2 separate regions of the Triticum aestivum genome follow, and region 2 is linked to region 1. The links are chromatin contacts, called in public Hi-C maps. All regions are on one chromosome and are shown on one strand. Each heading gives the region's core, a stretch centred on a gene start, on an enhancer-like site or on the middle of the called end of the contact. The rest is flanking DNA. Distances are from core to core; before and after follow the strand shown. Region 1 holds the start of LOC123097802. Region 2 holds the start of LOC123097804 (protein disulfide isomerase-like 5-1).

Evidence for each region. Hi-C and Micro-C count contacts between places; a contact is called where the count stands out from the background.
Region 2: a contact with region 1 is called in a Hi-C map of leaf, with 8 times the contacts expected there. The contact joins the promoter of LOC123097804 here to the promoter of LOC123097802 in region 1. A contact is called at or near these places in 3 of 5 Hi-C or Micro-C datasets (all in leaf) and 1 of 1 datasets of contacts at active chromatin or transcription factors (leaf).

The regions. Positions count from the first base shown.
Region 1 is chr4D:341,617,465-341,620,231 of IWGSC CS RefSeq v2.1, reverse strand. LOC123097802 reads left to right here and starts at 1,472. Exons shown (of 6, transcript XM_044519629.1): 1 at 1,472-1,990. The coding sequence starts at 1,570.
Region 2 is chr4D:341,784,402-341,787,304 of IWGSC CS RefSeq v2.1, reverse strand. It overlaps LOC123097804 (protein disulfide isomerase-like 5-1), which reads right to left and starts at 1,610. Exons shown (of 4, transcript XM_044519632.1): 1 at 1,379-1,610; 2 at 927-985; 3 at 652-827. The coding sequence starts at 1,513.

The sequences.
Region 1 (2,767 bases), core at 223-2,722:
TTTTCATCGACCATGGACATTGCTCTGGTGCGCTAGCCCAATTACTTCTCGGTTGTCTATTATAACAAGGTTTGCCCGACTCGGGTGAGGGACGGTGGTGCACCTTCGACTCGCTCCGGTGATTATAATCATCGCTAGGTGGGCTATGTACATGGATGCATCTTTTGGTTACTTCTGATGTTCTTTGTACTAGCATGATGTTTGATGATCAAATCATTTTTTCTGTAAAAAAAATAATAACCGCCGAACAAAATGAATCCCCTCTACCTATCGTACTTCTTCCGTTTTTTTGCGAAAATATCATACCTATTATAAAGATTCATCGAAAGTACAAAACACCCCAAACATAATAAAGATTACATCAAGGTCCATGGACAACCGGATGGCCATTTTCGCCACCAGAACAAGCCGCCGACGCGCCGCTGTCGCCACTCCCATACCGGAGCCGGCCTGACCTTGACGATGACAGTCGGAAAGCCTTCGTGCACGTGCCCCTAAGGACCAGAGTTGGGTAGCCGCAATCATCGCCATTTGAATCCTTGAATCGATCTGAAGAATCTGACACCAAATCTCGCCGTTGCATACGCACAATGAGAAACCCTAACCTCGCCGCTCCGAGGAGCTGGCAGGAATCTAGACCGGAGCTCCGTCTAATCCATTCCGATGAACGAACTTGAGGAGGATTGGAGCCTGAAAGGCTGACTTGAAGAAGAAGCGCCGACATCCGTCCGAGCGCCGCCCTTGTGAGAATTAAAACTCTACCTATCTAAGCCGAGGCACTAGGAATACTCTCACTGTCATCGGCGAATCCACGGGCTCGTTGCCGGAGATCGAAGGGAAGAAGACTTTCCCTAGTCACCTTGCGAGAGGAGAAAGAAAAACTTGGCTATTGGGTCTAAGAACCCTCAGCAGAATCACGTGCCCCTCCGTTTTTATTTACTTCACATATTAGCTTTGACGTAAATCAGAATTTATAAAGTTTGACCAAATTTATCCAATTTTTTTCTTCTAAATTTCACAATAATATATATATATATATATATATATGGTATGAAGTTAAAAAACAAATATACATGGTATGCAAATATATTGAAAGATGATTCTAATGAATTGATTTTGTATTGTGGATATTAATAATGTTTTGTATAAAATTGGTCAAAATTTAAAAAGTTTGACTCAAGACAAATCTAATATACGAAGTAAATGAAAACGGACGTTAGCATGCATTTTGCGGTGCGAATGACGGGGTGCCCATACGCCATTCCGCGCCAATCGAACCGCTCATTAACATCGTTCGCCGTCGGATCCTCGCACCCTACGGCGCAGATCCGCGGACGCCCGCGGAGGCGAAAGCAACCCCAGAACAACCAACCAGGCAAACCAAACCACCCAAGCACGCCGGTGGGACCCAACCCACCAGCGCTGCTAGTCCTACAGTTCCCAGTTTCGCCTCCATTTCAATTTCAACCCCGTCTCCTCTCCATTCACTCGCCACTCCTCGCTGCGCTGCGCAGTTACACCCACCAAACGCACACGAGGGGAGGCAGTGATCGGCGCCGTGGCGGCGAGATGGCGGCGGCGGCGACGATGACGTGGCACGAGGAGCTGGCCACGCTCGTCGGCGACACGGGCGTGCGCCTCCCTGCCGTGGCCGGGGGCGCGGCGCCGGCGCCCAATTCGGCGGCGGCGGTCGGGGGCGGCTGGTACGGGGAGGAGGAGGAGGGGAAGGTGGAGGAGGGGTGGGCGCAGCAGGCGAGGGGCTTCGCCGAGTCCACGGCGGAGATGCTGCGGGAGCTGGGCCTCGGGGTGTGGGACGTCGCCGCGCAGAGCCTCGCCGGCGCCGAGGACAGCGAGCTCGCGCGGCGGCTGCGGCGGCCGGCGGCGGCCGCGGGCAAGCGCCTCAGCTTCATGAACGAGTACCTCCCCGAGGACCGCGACCCCGTCAGGTGCTGGGTCGTCGTTGCCGCCGTCGCATTCGTCGCGCTCCTCGGTAACCGCCGCTGATCTCTCATCCGCCGCTCTTCTCTACCTCGCGTGCACGTCTCTCTCTACCTCCGGCCGAGCGTGTAGCGCGTGCTGTGTCCTCGCGCATCATGATGTGCGCGTTATGCGCAGTATTTCCCCTGGTTTGAGGGGATGGATCTAACTGACTAGTAACTCTGGGGGTTCGAACTAGAGTGCTGTGCTGCTTTTTTTGGCGAGGGTTTGCTTCGGATTACAGAATCAGTCCCACTCGTTCTCTACCGGCTTTTGTTTTTCCGAATGTTGACGAGAAAAGGGTTCCAATGTGGGATCCATGCCTACTACCTAGTGTGCTTGGGCAAACATTTGTTGACGAGGTAAAAAGCAAAGCAGTACACCATGGGTGGGTGCTGCAACACTTGTGTGCCAAACAGTCTAGTCCTGAGTATAGGAGGACTTTGGGTTGGTCCTGTGCCAGTCTTCCTCTCCAATTCGTACCGGACAATTATTAATGCTCTCTTAAATGATTAGTGAATGAGCTTCCGTTGTTTCTCTAAAAATTATAAATATACGGAAATGATAAATCCCGAACGTTCGGAGTTTAAGCATGGCAACCCGAACGTTTTTCATGGCAACTTTAGCTCACGCGAGGTTGGCAAACATGGCAATTTTCTTTTAAAAAAAACGAACTTGGACAAAGTTGCTGTGTTTTAACAACTAAAGCTGCCGCCTTGCGTCAACTAAAGTTGCCATGAAAAAACGTTTCAGGTGATATGATTAAAATCCGAACGTTCGGGATTTATCG
Region 2 (2,903 bases), core at 361-2,860, 170 kb before region 1:
GCAACATGATGACATATCCATCTAATAGAATATTGAAAAAGCACGCATTCATGATCAATAAAAGCAAAAAATAAAATAAAATGATATGTGAACAAAGTTGTACACAAAGTTTTCCTCCCTCATGTTGTTTATTTAGTTATGAAATATCGTCACCTCTGCTGTTAAGAACTAGCTGATACTCCCTCCGATTACAAATATAAGATGTTTTGGATATTTCAATATGGACCACATACGGACTGAAATGAGTGTAACAAACACACTAAAACGTGTCTATATACATCCAATTCAGACAAAAGTTAGAATATCTTATATTTGTGAATGGAGGAGGAGTATATCAGTAACATCCAAGTCATGGCTGGTCCAAAAAAGAAATTCTAAATTTTCCGCATTAGCGGATCCTGCTATATACGAAAATCGCGCCTAAAATGTAATCTTTTCCAACCTTTTGGTTCAAGTTCAGAGGTTTTAATCTTTTAAGAGTCATGCCCTACTCTCACAATACAAGTCAACAGCGTGGTTTTGGTTTCTAAAATCTATCGCCATTCCAAGAGTATTGAACCACATGCAATAGATTCCAACATGGTTTTCATGGTAGTAGTATCTAGTTTATGTTGTCCTTGTCAAACAAAAGTAAGATGTGAGAGGGATTACCTTTATATTTTGCAACTTCTTCGCCATCATAGAACACCTTGAATGTTGGGTATGAATGAATGTCCACCTTTGAGCAGACTGGTTTGCTTGCACCGCAATCAACTTCTCCGATCTCAATTTCATCCGTACCTTCGATAACCTTTCCGAGGTCCTCCCAAAGAGTTCCTAGGCTCTTGCTGTGTAAATGTAGAAGGCATCCTTGTTTAGCAGCAAGCGGTCAAAACTCGCATTGTAGTTGATATATCCATGTCACCGCTACGGCATGTAGAGCTTACCAGTGCTTACACCAAGGGACGCAGAATTGCACAAACCATACTGTGTCCTTCTCCTTTATCTAGACACAAGAGAAAAAAAATCCAAACTGGCTTAAGCAACGGCTGTGCACAAGCATTGCAGCGAAGTAACTCGAACCAAAACAGGAGTTCAGATGGCGCGCCGCATCTAAACACCGAACCTTCCATGATTGGAACAATTAATACACCAAGAATAATGATCTATCGGTTTATTATTAAGAAATCATGCTGGAATCAGTAGCAAATCTGGGAAACGGCTACATGTCAGTAACTAAGCACACCGCCTGCTACACTGCATCCCAGCGTAGCCAAGTGATAAGTCGAAGAATCAGCTGTTCTTGGGTCTGCGGCGTGCCTTAGAGTACTACTACTATTACATCTCGATGAGGAGGTGGAAGAGGGTGGAGACACGAGAAGGGGAAAGCAGTCGGTACCTTGTCGGAGAAGGTCTCTTCGGTGAGGGTGATGACCTCCGCGTCGGATCGCGCGGCCAGGGCGGCGAGTAAAGTGACGGCCACCAGCAGGAGGTGGATAGGGAGGCGGGAGCGGCGCCGAAGAGCCGGATCCATGGCTCGATCGGAGGACGGCCACGGCGACGACGGGGAGACAAGGAGAAGGCGGATACGCTAGCCGGGGTGGGTCGATGTAGTATTTCACTGGGCCGGTCCGGGCCGGGTCGGGCTAGGATAGACGATGACACGGGTTTAAGCATAGCCCTGACCTCAAAAAAGAAAAAAAAAGGAAGAAAGCATGTGGAACCTGGGCCTCCGACCGGACGTGGGCCACTGTCGTCGCCTTCTTGCTTTGCCATAGGCTGTCAGCCACAGTGCTCGCCTCCCTCGGCGTTCATATTATTCATCGGCTTTATTTGCTCGGAGAAAAAAGGGTCTACTGTTGTCAAAAAACTTATCATGATAATACGTGTCTCATTTATATCATAAATATATTTCTAAACAAAATTATATCATAAAGATCATATTACAAGTCACGTTAATAACATTAGATAGCTAGCTTTTGCACAAACGAACATCAGTCAAGAAAAAAATTACAATCAAGACCGAAGAATCTCCTGAGCTTGGCATCAACACACTTCACCTGCCTCTGGCACTTCCTGAGCAGGCCCCAAATGAAAAAAATGACGGATCACCTCCTCATCCGAGCTCGATGTGACTCTATTTATGATATGCACGTTTACAGATCTTCAAGATGGCTCACGAAAGGCAAGGACATTTTTTCAAGAAACGTTCAATCTATTCATTTTCAATCATGACAGTACAAAGATCACCGAATGTAATAAAAATTACAATCAGGTCCGTGGACCACCTAGCGAAGCCATTGACTTTGAATGAATCAGACCAGGGCAACATCCCGGATACGCCATCAAACTCCAGATCTGGGACTAAGACGTCGGAGGAGGAAACCATACCGCCAGCCACCAACCCCGAAGGAAGCACACGATCCGTCTTCCAGATGTCGTTGATGCATACCACCATCAGCTTCCGCTCCTTGACGGTGTCCCAAGCTTCACGTTGGTGCTGGAGCAGATGTTGTCGCAATGCGAAGCTCGAGGACACAAGTTCACCACAAGAATGTCGCCGCCGCCACGACATCTCCACTTGGACATGCTAGTTCTCAAAACCATCACCGACAATAGAGTTGATCGCCTCGTTGAAAAAAAATTGAAGCTTCTTTATTCCGCGTCGTCGCCGTCGCCTAAGTCAAGACGTCGAACGACGCAAAACCTAAGTTACTAGAGCCTTAAAACCTAAAGCTAGCTGATCCACACATGCGAGATCCGACGACCCTACTCACCATCGACGATCAAGTGGTCGTTGGCAGATGGGAGCCGTCGGAAAATTGGCCTCTCATTTTTTTCTGAAAAAGAGAGCGATCCCTCCGATTTCTATATATCAGAAACCACAATGTCTTAGAGACTCAATACCAAAAAGGGAAAAGCAA